Regions from separate parts of the Mus musculus genome. Here all the other regions are linked to region 5. A link is a contact called in public ChIA-PET and HiChIP or PLAC-seq data. All regions are on one chromosome and are shown on one strand. Each heading gives the region's core, a stretch centred on a gene start, on an enhancer-like site or on the middle of the called end of the contact. The rest is flanking DNA. Distances are from core to core; before and after follow the strand shown.

Region 1 (2,700 bases), core at 187-2,686, 350 kb before region 5:
AAGGCACGCCCCTCATTTCCTGTAGAAGAGCTGGGGCCCAGTGAGAGGAAGTTACTTCCCTGCTACAAGGGAGCCTTTCTGGGGTGGTGTGGGTCTCCCCCCCAACCAGGACTCTGTCGTTCATTTCCATCTCCAGCACTCAGCAGAACTCTGGGAGGCCAACCTTTCAAGGGCCAGCAGCACACACTCCTCAGTGCTCCTTCTTAGGCCACTCTGAGTTCCTAATATGGCATCAGTCATCCCAAGAGGAGCTCTAGGAGGCACCAGAAACTCTGGGCATTGCTACTGTGGTACCTGCAGGTGATCCTGGCTCTGCTGCTGCTGCTGGAGCAGAGGAGGCTGGCTGTGTGCTGCTTGCTTTCCTCCAGCTTGCTGTATTTTGTGTGTGTGTGTGTGTGTGTGTGTGTGTGTGTGAGGGGTGTACCTATTGTTTTCTTATGTCTGGGGAAGACCAGGAAGGACAGTTGTTTCTCTTTTACACATACACACACACACACACACACACACACACACACACACACACACAGAGAGAGAGAGACAGAGAGACAGAGAGACAGAGAGACAGAGAGACAGAGAGAGACAGAGACAGACAGAGACAGACAGAGACAGAGACAGAGAGACAGAGAAGAGAGATGGGGTGGGGTGGGGGACAGGGAGGAGTGGGGGTTAGAGGAAGAATTGGGGATGGGGTGGAGAGGTGGGGCATATTTCTGAGTCAGTTGCAGATCTGGACCCCTTGAGACAGCAAAATAATCAAAAGAGTTTCTGGGCATTCCCCGAGTCTCCAGCCTTCATCTCTGCAGCCGTTGGCTGAGCCCTAATATATGCCAAGCACTCAAACCTTTTAAACCTTGTGGCCCTATGCTGAAAGAGGAGTTGTTGTTATTCTCAGGAAACGAAGGCCTGGGCTTGAAACATCCACAAAATACCAAGGCCTCCAGTTTACAGGTGGAGGAGCCTCAACTCAGATCTGGCTACCACGGTAGACATCTGTGCTCCAGTTCCTGAGGAAGAGGAGCCCTTCTCGCTGAGTGTGAGCTGAATGTGGTCTCACCTGCTTCACACCTTATCTGAAGTTGCACAATGCTATTTGTCCCCAGCCATGTCAGTAGCTTTCCTGAAAGTGCCCAACCCCAACCTACTCTCCTCCCCCCCCGCCCCCCCCGCCCCCCCCCACCCCCACCCCCACCCCCACCCCACCCCCACCCCCGTCTCCTTCCAAGACTTCTGGGGATGCATTGTACCAGTGACTCTCCACCAAGGTCCTGGGAGGCTGTGTGGCAAGCTGATGTTCCCCGGCTGATTCTGGTTTTGTTTTTGTTTTTAGGTTTTTTTTTTTTTTTCTGGCCTGCTTCCTGCCACAAACTCTCTCTCCCTAGAAACCATCAAGTTGAGGCCCCTCCCTCACCCTAGAAGTAGCTCAGATGTGGAGAGCGTACTTCCTCATCTCAGGCTGTGGGGTTGCCTCCCTGTCTCTGTCTCTAGGGCACAGAATGCACACTGGACCCAGAACGTGGAAACATAGGGCTTCTCTTCCATTCACGACTGCTGTGGCGTTGTTGCCCTTACTGGCTGAGTCCTTGCTCCGGGGTGTCCCTGGGGACAGACACAAAGCCAAATGTGGAAAAGGAGTAAGCTCTTCCTCTGTCTAGCCTCCCCACTTTAGAGATGAGATCAGAAGGAGAGAAAGAATTGACCCAGTCTATAAGCCTGCATAGACATTACAGACACAGCTGAGACTGGGTAACGCCGCAGGGGCTGCAGTTGTCTGCAGACGAGAGACTGACAACCTGGGATCCTTGCACAGCAGGCAGGCGTGGGCCAGTTCACTGGAGCAACATCATAAGCTCCCCAAGGGGATGGGGAATCCGATGGAAAGGAGCTTAGTAGCTTCAGCACCTAAAACTAAGAACTGTGGTCTCTAAGGCTCCTTGCATCTGGGATAATGGGGAATGCCTGCCAGCGGTAGAGAGAGCCTTCTGCACAAAGAGGGCTACTGGCCGTCAACCAGTATGCCCTCTGAAGTGAAGGGCTGGACCCCTTCAAAAGTCACCTCTATTATGTTATCATTGAAGTTAGTGTATGTGGACGCACATTCTGTAGTGTGTGTGTGTGTGTGTGTGTGTGTGTGTGTGTGTGTGTAGGCAGAGACAATGTTGTGGAGTTGGTTTTCTCCTGCTACCTTTACATGAGTTCCAGGGGTGGGCGTTTGGTCATCAGGCCATGTCAGGGTAAACTCCATTCACTAGCTGAGTCACTGCCTCAGCCCGGGTCTGAGCCTCTTAATATACCCTGTGGGTTCAGTGTCTGAGTCCATGAGGGGTCCCTACATAGAGAGAATCTCAGGCCTAGGAGATGGGTATAGAACATTGCAGAAGCTCAGCAGGAATTGGTGCCAGAGCCATCTTGGTTTGGTTCAAGGACTGTGGCCTATACACCTCTGTGTCCTTGGGATCTTGGAGAATGGAGTCCAGTGGTCCTGTCTCGTGAGGTGAACAGATCTGTCATTTCATTCTGGCCTCTCCTCTACTTGGCTGTGTCCATGGGTGTGTGACCTGTCACCTGAGTGGGGTTTTGCACTCCCATCCTGGCAGCAGCAACTCCGCCCCTGTGAGGTCTTATGCAGATACGTGACGCTCTTGACCTGAAGCTGAGGGCGGAAGTGGTTTGAATCCCACATCTTGATTTACTGGGTGGGGT
Region 2 (2,700 bases), core at 27-2,526, 500 kb before region 5:
TGACTGGTGGTTTAGTCAGACACCAGCCAAGGTATCACAAAATATTTTATGTCCGAGACTAACATTTAAATCAATCAAGCCCACTGCCTGTTTCTGTCTAGGTGATTAGAAATCCAGTGGATTCCAGGCCGATGTTGTGAAGTTGAACTAGAGACTGTGATCTAGAGCCGAGGAGCCCCTCTCTTTGGCTTCTCTGGGGGCATATTGGTTGATGAAGAGTTGTCTTGAGCTGCACTTTATTCCAGGGACATCCTACCCATGGCCCAGGCATTGCTAGACCAGGCCTATGGTTATTTTGAGTGGCAGCAGGCAGAATGACATCATCTACAGAGTTCGTGATTGAGAATCATGCACTCAAGTTACAAAAATTGCAACAGAAACCACTTCATAGTATTTTAAGTAAGTTTAAAGTTTTGTCTTGGGCCAAATTCCCATATATTCTGGCCTGTACTTGCTGTCAGGTGGGTTAGACACTCCCGGCTATGTCATCTCGTCCCAAAAGCTTTAGGCACTGGTCAGCTCTGCAGACAGTGGACAGGGGACAGTTCACAACAGTTTCCCCTTCTCCCTTTCGACCTCCTTCTTTCTCTTTATATGTATATTCATGAGCGCGCGCGCACGCACACACACACACACACACACACACACAGACAGAGAGAGAGAGAGAGAGAGAGAGAGAGAGAGAGAGAGAGGAGAGAGAGGCATGTGTCTTTGTATGTGGCTCTCCATACCTAGCCATACATCTCTAGCTATTTTACTTCTGTGTTCTTTGACTCTTGGGGATCCTAAGTAGGGCAGAATTAGGGAGGCTATTGTCCTTGTGAGTAGTGATGACCTTGAACTACAAGTTGGGGACACTGGAAGCAGCCTCTGCAGAGAGACAGTCCATGATGGAGAGGAGCCTGTCTTACTAGCAGCTCTTTTCTGATCAGGGTCTCCCTAGGCATCCCAGATTGGCTGGAACTTGGGATCCTCCTGCCTCAGCCTCTCTGGGTGTGGGATTACAGATGTGCACTACCATGCTGGCTCACTAGCAAGCCATTCCTCTAGGTGGTCTGTCAACAAGACACACCCTGCTGATCTACCCCTGGCAGCGGTATCATGCTTTTTTGGATCCCCTTGGAAAATGGATGGAGGGGCTGTTATAAACTGGGACAACCCAATGGGGGCAGGTGCCATTCCCCAGTCTCCCCTGCCAGCCTTGGTGCCATCCTCCAGCTATGGTGCAGGAGTGTCAAACAGTAGAGGGCACCAGAGGCCTGTCTCTGCTGTGACAGCCTGTTTTGGTGGCATCAGGCATGTGTGGGCGAAGGTGGTGCGGCTGCTGTAGGAGGTGGTACTCTGTCGTAAACAGGGAGAGCTCCGGATTGCTGCTGTGCCTTTTTAACTGTAGTTTCATATGGCTGTATGAGGCCAACTACATCCAGTGGGCTACAGAGAGCACCTGGGACCAGGACCTGGGGGTGTGACGCGCCTTGGCTTCTCAGGAGTGGGTCTTACATGATTAGGTGCTTTTTCTCTCGGTCAGCTCTGCATTTCACTGCTGTGCGTCAAACCTGGGAGGGCAAGCTAGGAGCCAGGACAAAGCACAGTGGGGCGCAGTGTACCAACAGCCAGGCTGCATGGCCCAAAGTGATGAGGCTGTCCCCAGACTTCTTCTCTCCAGTACCTTGAGTTTCACCATCACACTTCTGCCCACTGGCTGCCCTACTCCCACCTCTCTACTCTGCACAATGTTCTGGTTTCAGGAAGAAGGGAAGGATGGAGGTTGGGGAGGGCGGCGACTGACAGTAACAGTTTTCACGGACAGATGCGCCTGGGGGTGGGGTGATGCAGGGGTGGTGCCATGTGGGATGGAGAGCTTCATCCTTGCTCTGCTTTGAACTGGTGTTCCGTTCCAGCAGCTGCATGTATGCTCTGCTGAGCCTTTCCTTTCCAGAGCTTCGGTTTCCGTCTCTGTAAAAAGGGGCTCAGGTGATCTGGGGTTCTCATCTGGTCCTTGTACCTTGAGGTCCATGTGTTGAGGATCAGGCTCAGGGAGGCACTTTGGTCTTGGGGAAGGGATGGGAAGGAAACAGACTCTGAGAGTTGTTAGCTGGCTGTGCTGTTCTGCCAGGAGTTGTTCCAGCCTCTGCTCCTGTTTGATCTCCTTTGGTGTTGGCACGTGGTCATGATTGACACATCTCCAGATCACACAAGACCAAGGTCAGGTGAAATCTGTCACCTCTAGCCCTGCTTGGCTCTCTAGGAAGAGAGGTTGTTAGTGACACCAAATTTCCCACACTCCCTATCTGTCTTCTGTAGGTCACTGTCCTTTACTTCCCGGCTGTGACCCCTCCCACATGGGCAGATGATCTGTCCTCCAGAATGTCAGGCATGATCTGTGGGCAGTCACCTAGGGATGGATTGGGGCGGGACATGGAACTGTTCCTTGGCACTCAGCTGTGGGGTACTTCTTTTTGGAATGACTTTGTTGTCCCTCCTCTAGGATGGCCAACTCCTGAGGCTCCAACCTCTTCATAAGGCTACTCCTGGGTGGGACTGGCTAGAGATGCAAGTCTTCCTCAGTCCTTCAGTCTATTTACCTTGGCTCAAGCTCTGGATGCTTGGGGATGTAGTAGGGAGAGAGACCACTTTTTGGATGTCTCCAGCACTCCCAGGATTCCATCCTAGAGTCTTAGAGTTCAGCAGTGTCCACAG
Region 3 (2,700 bases), core at 38-2,537, 380 kb before region 5:
CAAGCAGCACCCAGCATTCGCTTGGGAGAAGCTGACGTTATTGATGTCTGATTCGGTCCTCTTGTTTTTAGGAGTAAGGAACTTAAGGTGGTGTTTAAATGGATGATTTAGTCCTGGATGGTTGCAGGGACTTGGATTTTCATCTTTTCTCATGTAGGGTGTGTGTGGAAAGAAGGTAGAAGGAACACTTGCTGTCTTGGTGGAACTGAGACAAAGAAAAAGGTAGGCTCTATGAGGACCCCCTCCAAAGTCCTGAGCTTCCAGGGAGGCTAGACTCATTACCCCCGACCTGATCTGATGTCAGAGAGCCTAGCGACTCCCCTGAGGCCCTTACTCATAGGTAAAGAGCTGGAATTTGAGCTCTGGTCCATTGGAATGAAGCTTTGTTGCCCTTCTCTGCTTGGGGCGGGGGGGGGGGGAGTCAGGCCAAAGAGTCAAAACTGATTCCACTAGCTGTGACATGGTGAGGGTAGGCAAGCTGTCCATGCCTCTCTTGAGGACATAAGGGTAGCTACTTAGGGGTCATATGGGTGGGGTGCGGTATCTGAAGGGGGGGGGGTCAGCTGGACTTTCCCCTGGGCCACTGGGAATCAAGGGAATCTCTTGAAGTTTGGTCTGTTGCTTTTTATTGTAATGATAAATTCTATACACAAAGGTCAAGGCCAATGAGTGATTTCTCATGTTTATAAGCTGGTCCCCAAATAAGGAACCAGGGCTAGATTCTGGAAGAATTAGAATCTAATATTAAATGGATGAGGAGCTAGTCACAAGGCCACAGTCAAAATGATCAGAGGAGTCTCACTACACCAGTCTGGATGGGGTCTGTAGTGGATGTCAAAGGGCTCTTTAGTCAATACCATTTTCAATGATTAGAATGGATTTCAGATGGGGAGGAGAGATGAATGTGTGTGAGCCTCTCTTGTGGTGTCTAGTGAAAGTCATTCCTTTAGCTCCGCACAGTCTGCCTGTGTCATTCATCCACAGACCATGGAATGAAAGCAGAGAGAGGGTAAGTGCTTGCCCAGGCTAGTAGACAATGAAAAGGTGTGGGTTCAAAAGTAGAAACCCCCAATTCTCACCTGACACTAAACTGCCCTACTTCTGAGTGATAGGTGGGCAGGCGAGGGTGGATGACAAGTGGCAGATTGGATCACCAAAGGCCTGACATTAACACTGGGCCAAAATGGCTACCCCTGGAGATGAAAGGTGACAGCGACCTCTACACATGCACTGCTCTAACACACACACCAGATGCAGACAGGATGTGGTGTGGCTGGGTCAACAGCACTGGTAAAATCATGTTGGGTTTTAGAGGGCCGGAAGCATCAGATGAGTCAGTAGTGGCGTGCGGCAACCAACAAAGCTGTTGTCACTGTCACTTCCCTGAGATAAGGCACTTAGAGTGAGACGGAGACCCTCCTAGTCTGCTTGGGTCCTGAGAGTACCTTCCAGGCCTGGAAACCTCTGTGTTGGGGGTGGGGGGGAAGGAAGGCAGCCTTCCGGGGCCCAGGAAGCTAAGGTAATGGCCTGCTGTTAACAACTTTCACTTCTCTCGCCTGCCATCCCTGTGCAGTTACAGCCACTTCCTGATGCCATTAGCCTTACATGCTTGCTTACGGCAAACACTATCTATGCACATGGTTTTGATTTTTTTTTAAATTGCTATAACTGGAGTACACACAGGGGTTTCTTGTGACCCACTTTTGACATGAAAATACATTCCAGGAAGCACTAAAAGTAACTGAAAGGAAGTAAAGGCCACCATGGTCTTCATGCACACCACTCACAAAGATGAGACACAGTGGGCTCTCTGCTAGTTTCTCCTCCTCATATGATATTCAGATCTCTTCTTGAAATAGCCAGTGTTCAGACACCCAGCCCCCTCTTGGCATCCAGCCACCCTGACACGTTTTGTCTTTGGTTCTTCTTGTCTCCACCATATGGATGGGTTAAGTGCTTTATCCTTTCCCATCCCTATCATATGGGAGAGCTGATGTTTGGTCCTTCCCCTTCTCCGTCACATGGATGGGTTAAGGTTTGGTCCTCCCCCTTCCCCATCATATGGATGAGTTAATGTTTGCTCCTTCTCTGTCTCACCATGTGGATGGGTTGATGTCTACCTTTTCCCCGGAACTTTTCCTTCTTTAGCTCATTCCTATTTAGTTTTCTTCTCGCATTTCCAAATCACTCCCTGCCAATGACAGCTCAAGCTCTAATCTCTAATTGAGAAAGTCAGAGGCCCCTCTCCCTCCAGGTTCTAGTTCTGTTCATGGCTCCCTAAACACCCCCCAAACTGAGTTGTGTGAGATGGACCCTGAGACCCAAGGAAGATGTAGAAGAGGGGTTGTGATGGGTAGTGGCAAATGGGAAAGATGCTGGAGAGACCGGGGACGTTCTACTCATCAGCCTGATATTTATCATGTTAGCTCCCAGGACTTGGAGTGGAGAGCCTGGCCACCCGAGACATGGCTCCTTAATTTGACTCTTGCTTCTGTATGACATACTCTGAGAGTTGATAGGACAATGGTTCTCAACCTCTTTGGAGTTAAATGACCCTTTCACAGGGTCACACATCAGATATCCTGCATATCAGATATTTACATTATAATTCATAACAGCAGCAAAATTCCAGTTATGAGTAACAACAAAAATAATTTTATGGTTGGGGTCACCACATGAGGGCTGCAGAATTAGGAAGGT
Region 4 (2,700 bases), core at 201-2,700, 330 kb after region 5:
CAGAGATGCCACAGCCAGCCAGCTGAAGTACAGTCTCAAGCTGGATGGAGTCTCTTCTACTCAAGCCTCATGGCCCTGCACACACTCGCACACACACGCACACTCGCACACACACACACACACACACGCACACACACGCACACACACACGCACACACACCACACCTGCCTGCACGCACGCAGGTTCCCACTGCAGAACACTCTTAGGCTAGGAACATGGCAGGTGTATGAACTCCCTGTGGGAGGTGCTGGGAAGGAGGATAACATCCTTGCAGGCCTCTTCCCCGCCCCTCCCTCCTTCCCCAGCCTGGTGCATCTCCTTGACTCCTCAGCCTCAGCATCAAAGATTCATCAAAGCTGAGACCCAGCAAAGCGTGTGCTTCACATCTTTAAACGCGCTTCTTCCCAATGAAAAATTCAGTGGAAAAGGCAGGAAATTGAAGGGGGTTCAAAGAGGAATCAGAGAGGGAAGGGAGGCTTCAGAAAGGAACCGGGGGCGGGGGGGGGGGGAGATGAGCAGCTCTCTCTGTTATGGCGGCACTGAAGCCACAGTACATTTACCAAGCATCTGCCTCACTTGAGGCACAGGGCAGGCACACAAGTGGGTCCTTCATATGGCAGCATGGGCGGAGGAGCACCGTGCAATTCTGGGAAAGCCATTCCGAGATCACAGAGACGGTTCTGCAGAAGAAACAGATTGGCTCCTGGGTATGGGGAGTGTAGAGTTCAGGAGGTGTGAGCCTCAAACATTCTAGAGTCTAGATTACTCATGTCCGCACCGGAGTTTAGTGCCTGCCCTTTCTATCACCTGGTAAAGGAGGAACATGCTGTGTGTGTGTGTGTGTGTGTGTGTGTGTGTGTGTGTGTGTGTGTGTATGAGAGAGAGAGAGAGAGAGAGAGAGAGAGAGAGAGAGAGAGAGAGAGAGAGAAATATATATAGACAGACAGACAGAGAAAGAGACAGATACAGAAAGAAATAGGGAGGGACAGAGAGGCTGAGAGACAGAGAGAACTGAGGCATGCATGCATGCACACGCACGCACACGCACACACACACAGAGACGGAGAGACAGAGAGGCAGAACAGAAACTGAGAGAGATCTGGTGTTGTGGGAATCAGAGCAGGGATCATTTCCAGCAGGAAACTGGGGTACCCTTACTAGAGAAGAAAACAGTGTTCCACATAATAGAAGACGAGCAAGCATTCAGGAGAGGAGGCAGGCCACCTGACATATGAACAGAGACCATGCAGCTAAGGTGCCCAGACCTCCTGGCAAAGGGCAATGTATGTCTGGCCTGTAGGGGGAGCTGGCTCCAGGGAACAGGAGGACGACTAGACTCGGATGACGCCATCGAACCACCCCCACCCCAACCCCCATCAAGGAAGGCCATGTGTCTGCAGGGGTTGAGGGAGCTCGGGTGCTTGTTCATCTCAACCCTCAGTGACTTGTCACCTATTATGAGTCATAGCTGCCCTCAAACCTCAGTTTCCTGATCTGCAAATGAAGATACCAGTCAGTCATCTAAAACTTCCTCTTCTGGCTCATTTGATTCTGGCAGCTTGGTTCTGTTGCCCATGTGAGGGAGGGGCAGGAAGCTCAGAACGACAAGATCTAACCATGGCTTCCCCATTCTCCCAAAGGGCACCCCATCACTACCCACAGCCCCCTCATGTCAAACCAGTCTCTGGTTACCAGTATCCTGTGGATGGAGGAGCCTCAGACATATGCCAGGAAGCTGTCCTAGGTCCCAGGCTCCTCCTTTCTCTATGCTGGAACATCATCCACTCTGGCCCTGCAGATGAGCAGGAAATGTCCATGCCTAAGGTAGGCAACCCAAGAGCCCTCACCAACCTGGGGTTGAGCTCAGATTCACAGGCTGCGGACCTCACCCTACTCTCTACTGGCAACGTTCAAGGTCAGACGGAACCTGATGGTAAATTTCCACATCCTGGCCAGACCTAGTGGCCCTTGAGAAGAAACCAGAGCAGAACTTACTTGTGAAATAGCAACTGACACCTAGGTAGAGTTGGCAGGTGTCAGCTGCTATGTGATATACCTACCTCCCACCCCCTACCTCCACCCCCACCCCCACTCTTCTGTGGGAAGCATGCTGACTGCCCAGCTCAGCTCTGGTACAGCACAGCAAAGTGGCTTGTGGCTTGGGCTTTGGGGTCAGAGGTGTGGTTGGGATTGCCAGCTCAACAGTTTGCTAGCTAGATGATGTTAACCTTAAATGGCTTTTCTTGTCTTTGCTGAGCCTCAGTGTTCCCACCTGTAAGACTGGAGTATGACCGTAAAGATCAAATGTGACCATGATCTTACAGAACAGGGTTCTAATAGCCATCAGCTGATAGTAGAATTGTTGCTGAGGCAGCTCAGCAGTTTGTAGCTAACCAACCAAGTGGGCTGGTTCAACTTGACTCCTTGAAGCTGTGTGGCTGGCCCCACCCAGAGTTTCAAAGCTTGATGATTCCACAGTGCCCTCTTCCTGCTTAGTGGGGCCATTACCACCATCAACGCCGTCCTGAAGATAGCAAGCCTTCCATTTCTGCCCTCTGCAGTCCTGGCCCTAGAACATGGCTCCCAAAATACAATACCACAACACTATCAACAGATGGCCCCTCCCTGAAGGTGTTGAGGTTGTCAAGGGTCTCCCTCCTCCCCCCTCCCTCATCTGTCTGTCTCTCTCTGTCTCTGTCT
Region 5 (2,700 bases), core at 71-2,570:
CTGCAGCCGAGTCCCAGCTTGCTTCCCAGTCTGGGTAGCCTAGTGACAACCACTGAAACACATTCCTACAGCACACAAGAAGCCAGCCCCTGCATTCAGGTCCCACAGATCTGCAGACCCCGTGTTTCAAGTTCTTTCCACCTCTCTGGTACTGTGTCTGTCCAGTGGCCATCAGTCATTTAGAGACTTTCCAAAGTGACCATTGCCTGCCAAGCCTAGTAGGACTCTCCAACTACTGCTACTGAGAACGTCACTGTTCCCACAGTTCTCAAAAAATGAAGTATGACGGTGAAAACTGCTGGAGCTACGTGCAACACATGCACATACAGTCTGCTTTGATTCCTTCACCCTGGAGCTCTTAGGTGTCATGCAACAGGAAGTTAGGCTGATCCAGACAAGAAGGGAAGAAGCTGGAGAAGTGCTGGCCCCTGAGCAGCTGTGGTGGTGGGGGAGTCCACCCTCATCTTCCCCATCTTTGCTTAAGAGTCCGTTGGTTCTGTACTTTATCCCTGGCCTTAGCAGGGCAGTGGGAGGTAGGGAGCCTGTTTTCCTCTCACCCCAGTGAGCCACAGCCTTCACAGCAGCTCAGAGGACCTGGTGTCACTGGGGGAGTGGAATGGGAGACTAGAGACTCAGAGATGTCACTGTCTACTTAACACTGCCTCACCCAGGCTGAGGGTAGGGAGAGGAGTTGAGTTGCTTCTCACTTAAGATTCTTAGGGTCATAAGTAACAGAAATTAGTTCAAGTTAACTTTATCATGAAAGGAGCTTTGGCCCAGTGAAACACAAACTCATGGAACTCAAGGCCCTATGAAGATCCATTAGTAACCACTGCCTCCCTTGGCCTGTCTCCTTAACCCTGCCTCTCCAGCCAGCTTCCCTGCTGATTGAATAAGTCTCTCCTCTGAGCTGTCTTTCCAGATGACTGTTTGACTGTCTGCCCTTCGTGCCCATATACCTGGAACACTTCCAGCCCACAGTGCCTTCATTTACATTTCCCCAGGTCTGAGAAAACAGCCTGTTTGGCTGCCTGACTCTCAAACTCAATTACACATTTCCCAAAGATTGGAGTTGCTGTGCTTGGGTGTGACAATCACCTTCGCTCCAACCAACAGCGGGCTGACGGGCAGAGGCAGTGTAAAGATGGCAGCCAAGGAGCCTGGGGCTGGGTGAGAACCCCTGATCCTGGGCAATGGGAACCCAGGAGAGAAGAGAGAGAGAAAACCAAGACTGAAATGCTGACTCAAAGCAAGAGTGTCTCTAAAACCACAGAAAGTCAGTGACCAGAAATATGGATCAGAGCAAGGAACAGGAAAGTGAAAGAATCAGGTTGGGGGCAAACAGGAAGCCGCAGCCCTCTTCGAGAACTCAGTAATGTACTGAGCCTTAGCAGTTACGCTGGGCTGAAATGTGGAGCTGGGTCAGCCTGGCTTCATAAGCCACACAGGGAGCTGACATTTACAATGGAGCTGGAGAAAATTGGAAATTAATTCTTACCATTCTCAAAGTAATATAAATAAATCTAAATGGCTTGGGATGCAAACTAGCCGGCCCCTGCTTCCGAGTGCACACCCCTCCATTACTCTCCCAGGAAAGCAGTTTCACAGGCCTTAGCCTCGGCCTCAGTCATAGAGCCAATTCTTTGTTCTACGTTTCTTTCCTTTTGTATAGTGTGTGTGTGTGTGTGTGTGTGTGTGTGTGTGTGTGTGTGTGTGAGCGCCTACAAGTGCACATACAGTGCAACACTGTTGAGGTTAGAGGACCATTTGGGTAGGTCCCAGGGATGGAACTCAGACATCAGATTTACTAGCAAGTGCCTTTACCTACTGAGCCTGTCTATAGGCCAGATTCTCTTCTTCTCTTCTCTTCTCTTCTCTTCTCTTCTCTTCTCTTCTCTTCTCTTCTCTTCTCTTCTCTTCTCTTCTCTTCTCTTCTCTCCTCTCCTCTCCTCTCCTCTCCTCTCCTCTCCTCTCCTCTCCTCTCCTCTCCTCTCCTCTTCTCTTCTCTTCTCTCCACCCCTCTCCCTGTTTTTTGGGACAGGGTTTATTTGTGTAGCCTTGGCTATCCTGAAACTCCCTCTGTAGATCAGGCTGGCCTGGAACTCACAGATCGGCCTGCCTCAGGCCTGGCCAAGTGCTGGGACCAAGGGTGTGTGCCACTGCTGTCCAGTTGCAGGCATTGTGTGGTGAGGGACTGGGTCTGACCCCAGGTGCCGTCTCCCATTCATGTTTCTATGCTTCTAAAGGCCCTGCTGTGAGGCTGCCCCCATGACCTATTGACCTCTTGCTTTGGTCACTGAGGACTTCACTACTGTCCCTGCTCAGAAGCTCCCACCTGGTGCTGTCTGTTACAGTCTTGGACTGTGTTTACATTACCATGGCTGTGACAACACCGGTACCCCTCGACTAAGATTCTGTTCCCTCTGGGAAGTCATGATCAGTTTGGTTTTCCTTGATATGACATCTCTTCGCCTCTGTCATCTGCTCAGTTTTCTCTGCTCTAAGACCCGCACGAAATGTCTACCAATATTGCTTTCTAAATGTCTAAAGCAACACCCTGGATAATATTCAAATTTTGCCTCCAAGCCTCCCCCACCTCATCCCTCGGTTGTACTTCTGCGGCTGTTACTGGTAATCAGGGTGTGGGCCGGGTGTTTTCAGGTTCTCGGCCCTTTACTCAAGGAGTTGAAGTGAAGGCTC
Region 6 (2,700 bases), core at 199-2,698, 300 kb before region 5:
TGCCAAGCCAGTGGGCCATTAAAAAGTACATATCTAAAGTAGGCCGGGTGCAGTAGCTTCCACAAAACGATCCCCATCACAAAATAAGCCTTTAATTAGTAGAACAACTCGCCCAGATGAAACCCAACTTTCACAGACATATACCCAGTGATGTTAATTATGAAATCAATCTGCACATGCATGATTTATGGGCCTTTGACTTTAAAGAGAGAAGGAGAGAGAGGGAAAAAAAAACCTCAGCCGCCTTTTTTATTTATGCTTACTGCCCTCTGAAGGAATTCATAAGAGAGATACCACAGAAGGTTCCAGAGCTTCTTAGAAGTTTAACGTCCCTTTCAGTGACTTTTATGCTTTTGCTTACATCAATCAGCTAAATATTTATTGAATTCTCAATTGACTAGCACAGAGCAGGGGGTGCAGGATGGGGTTGGGAGCGGGGGCTCAAGATGAGTCACAGTGACACGTTATGTAGCTTGGGGGACCTTGGAGAAAGCAGAGCTTACTTACCTCCCTCATTTTGAAAAAAAAAAAAAAGGCAAGTGAGGCCAGAAATAAATTGTCAGAATTCAGAATTGCACCGTGAGTCAGGTTTGTCCTGATGGCTCAGCTGGTTGCTTTTCTTATACCCCGACCATCGATGGCGGAATTTGCCGGTTGCAAGAGCAGTACAGAAAGTGTGTTTGTAGTGTAGGAGCAGCTAAGCCGAGCATCTGTGTGCATCATGGGGAACCATCCAGGAAGCTGTTGGCTCCTGATGCATACTGGGGGCGGGAGGGGACAGACATTGTCTTCAATCCTGTAGCCATCTGGTTCCAATGGATAATTTCACACCCATGTTCCTGTATGTAGATAGCCCTGGTTCAATTCAACTAGTCACAAGCTGAAGCAAAATGGCTAGAAGGGAGATGAGGAAGGGTGGGAGGGGTGGGGAGAGGATCAGAGTTAGAAGTGAGAGTCATCAGAACACATTATATCCAGGTATGCAATTATTGGAGGATACATTACATTTAAAGTAAATACATAAAGCTAAATTCCCATTTGAAATCAAGTCCAGTGCCTTGCCTCTTAAACTTTAGAGTACCTGGTGATCATGAAGAATTAGGTAAAAGTGCAAGGCCTGACTGATCCTCAGAGATTTGGGCTTCAGGGTATGGGCGATCTAGAGAACACCTTGTTCCCGTGAGTTATCACAATGACTGTTTTGTTAGAGATTCGAAGTGGGCCCTGAACATTGTGCTTTTCCTTGGGACTCACATTCTTGCCGCAGCACTGTGCACGCCACATGCTGGCCGGATTCCTCCATCACTCCATGTTAGTTACTGTTCTTGTTGCTACAACAAAATACCCAACAAAAGCCATTTAAGGAGGAAGGGTTTATTTTGGGCTCTATCCGAGGCGTGATAACAAGAGGTGAGGCAGGTGGGTGGTCACACTGCATCTGCAGTCAGCAAGCAGAGATGAACCCTAGGGCTGGGCTCAAGGTGTGGTTCTGTGGTCTGCCTCACTGCTAGGGTGTAAGAACTCCACTGGGCAGATAAAACTAGAAGCGATCGCGGCTTAGGGGGTGAGGAAATGCAGCCTAAAATGTGGGAGGCTGAAGCTGGGGTTCCCTGACTCCCGGGAATCCAGATGCCACTGGAAACCTCAAGGATAAGTTGGGAACGGAGAGGGCCTGAGGGCCTGTGGGGAGGCCGGGGACGGTGGTTCCTAAACTCCTGGACATCCAGACATCACTAGGTCTCTGTGAGTTGGGAACAGAGCTGGGTCCTCTGGCTTTCATAAGCGATTGTCCTTAGGTTAGTGGCCATTGTCTAGGAGCGTGGAGGGGCCTTCTGTGGAAGACTTGGTGCAGTTCTATGGGCAAAGGCTTTCTCCATGCTCCCCATAATGGTTCTTGATGAGAGAGACAGTCCTTGGTTCCAAACCATTTATTGATTGTTTATCGTGGAATATGGGTGCATACCACCTGTTCAGGGTGAATCAGAGGTTAAATACCTTTTGCAGGAAGGAATATCCGGCAAGGGAAGCTTATTGGCTAAGCCTTCAGAACCTCTAGATACCTCATTAGCGTGGAGAATTCTTGTTCTGATCTAAGGGACCATAGGTCACATTTCTATGTAGGGGATGGTGGTGGTCACGTGACAGGGACCTGGTCGGAAGCAGATGAAGCTCCTACCGTTCTCTCAGAGGTGGTTTCCAATCCACGCAACCTTACCAAGTTTCCTGGCACGGTCCACCACCCCACATCACGGTCTCCTTTTTATTGCATCCCTAGCCACATCCCATGGAATGGTGCTACCCCACAGTACCCATCAGTCTAGAACCCCTCACAGACATGCTTACAGATCTGTCTATGGGGATTCTAGAGCCTGTCAGGTTGATGGTATCAACTACCATGCCATCCCATATATCTTCCCTGTTCTGTTTCTAGGAATGTGTTTGAGCAGAGGATTCTGGGGACATTCTTTCTGGTTTCCATCCTTCTCTGTGCAGAGGTTTCTCCCTCTTCTGACACCCATTTCTCTTCTACGCATCCCTTGGCAGGACAGAAGCCTGGAGGCTTCAGCAGCCGCGTGGCGCTGTCTCTACATTCTGTGCCTCATCACCGGAGCCCTCCCTACCATCTACAACCTGGGGTTTTCACATAGAGCTTCCCCAGTCTCCTCACGGCCTTTTCTCTGTTTCTGGAGCCCCACATCC

What was found. ChIA-PET counts read pairs in DNA pulled down with a chosen protein or histone mark. HiChIP or PLAC-seq counts read pairs in DNA pulled down with a chosen protein or histone mark.
Region 1: an RNA polymerase II ChIA-PET map of memory CD8 T cells shows a contact between it and region 5, with 208 read pairs. The contact joins two enhancer-like sites. A contact is called at or near these places in 2 of 15 datasets of contacts at CTCF or cohesin (CD8 T cells and large pre-B cells), 2 of 484 Hi-C or Micro-C datasets (the N1E-115 cell line and bone marrow-derived macrophages) and 4 of 115 datasets of contacts at active chromatin or transcription factors (CD8 T cells, differentiating embryonic stem cells, memory CD8 T cells and 1 more).
Region 2: a contact with region 5 is called in a BATF HiChIP or PLAC-seq map of CD8 T cells, with 12 read pairs. The contact joins two enhancer-like sites. A contact is called at or near these places in 1 of 15 datasets of contacts at CTCF or cohesin (large pre-B cells), 4 of 484 Hi-C or Micro-C datasets (CD8 T cells, bone marrow-derived macrophages, liver and 1 more) and 3 of 115 datasets of contacts at active chromatin or transcription factors (CD8 T cells, extraembryonic endoderm stem cells and pancreatic cancer cells).
Region 3: a contact with region 5 is called in a BATF HiChIP or PLAC-seq map of CD8 T cells, with 11 read pairs. The contact joins two enhancer-like sites. A contact is called at or near these places in 1 of 15 datasets of contacts at CTCF or cohesin (large pre-B cells), 2 of 484 Hi-C or Micro-C datasets (the N1E-115 cell line and bone marrow-derived macrophages) and 7 of 115 datasets of contacts at active chromatin or transcription factors (CD8 T cells, bone marrow-derived macrophages, differentiating embryonic stem cells and 4 more).
Region 4: a contact with region 5 is called in an RNA polymerase II ChIA-PET map of memory CD8 T cells, with 47 read pairs. The contact joins two enhancer-like sites. A contact is called at or near these places in 1 of 15 datasets of contacts at CTCF or cohesin (large pre-B cells), 6 of 484 Hi-C or Micro-C datasets (LSK cells, the N1E-115 cell line, Th1 cells and 3 more) and 3 of 115 datasets of contacts at active chromatin or transcription factors (CD8 T cells, Th17 cells and memory CD8 T cells).
Region 6: a contact with region 5 is called in an RNA polymerase II ChIA-PET map of memory CD8 T cells, with 3 times the contacts expected there. The contact joins two enhancer-like sites. A contact is called at or near these places in 3 of 115 datasets of contacts at active chromatin or transcription factors (fibro-adipogenic progenitors, memory CD8 T cells and pancreatic cancer cells).

What each region holds. Positions count from the first base shown.
Region 1 is chr9:61,679,862-61,682,561 of GRCm38.p6, reverse strand. No RefSeq gene overlaps it. Among named protein-coding and RNA genes, the nearest start is that of Gm34770, 20 kb to the right of the region's middle. Within about 2 kb of position 1,436, at least 110 of the 459 cell types and tissues checked have an H3K27ac peak or open chromatin away from gene starts, as enhancers often do. A contact at or near this core is called in CD8 T cells and memory CD8 T cells, where this site is marked.
Region 2 is chr9:61,829,022-61,831,721 of GRCm38.p6, reverse strand. No RefSeq gene overlaps it. Among named protein-coding and RNA genes, the nearest start is that of Gm34828, 8.0 kb to the right of the region's middle. Within about 2 kb of position 1,276, at least 19 of the 459 cell types and tissues checked have an H3K27ac peak or open chromatin away from gene starts, as enhancers often do. A contact at or near this core is called in CD8 T cells, where this site is marked.
Region 3 is chr9:61,706,683-61,709,382 of GRCm38.p6, reverse strand. No RefSeq gene overlaps it. Among named protein-coding and RNA genes, the nearest start is that of Gm34770, 47 kb to the right of the region's middle. Within about 2 kb of position 1,287, at least 124 of the 459 cell types and tissues checked have an H3K27ac peak or open chromatin away from gene starts, as enhancers often do. A contact at or near this core is called in CD8 T cells and regulatory T cells, where this site is marked.
Region 4 is chr9:60,998,046-61,000,745 of GRCm38.p6, reverse strand. All of the region lies in intron 1 of Gm51680 (a long non-coding RNA gene), which reads left to right. Among named protein-coding and RNA genes, the nearest start is that of Gm5122, 18 kb to the left of the region's middle. Within about 2 kb of position 1,450, at least 126 of the 459 cell types and tissues checked have an H3K27ac peak or open chromatin away from gene starts, as enhancers often do. A contact at or near this core is called in CD8 T cells, Th1 cells, Th17 cells and 1 more, where this site is marked.
Region 5 is chr9:61,331,006-61,333,705 of GRCm38.p6, reverse strand. No RefSeq gene overlaps it. Among named protein-coding and RNA genes, the nearest start is that of Gm34264, 3.7 kb to the right of the region's middle. Within about 2 kb of position 1,320, at least 21 of the 459 cell types and tissues checked have an H3K27ac peak or open chromatin away from gene starts, as enhancers often do. A contact at or near this core is called in CD8 T cells, Th1 cells, Th17 cells and 2 more, where this site is marked.
Region 6 is chr9:61,629,304-61,632,003 of GRCm38.p6, reverse strand. No RefSeq gene overlaps it. Among named protein-coding and RNA genes, the nearest start is that of Gm34770, 31 kb to the left of the region's middle. Within about 2 kb of position 1,448, at least 8 of the 459 cell types and tissues checked have an H3K27ac peak or open chromatin away from gene starts, as enhancers often do. A contact at or near this core is called in memory CD8 T cells, where this site is marked.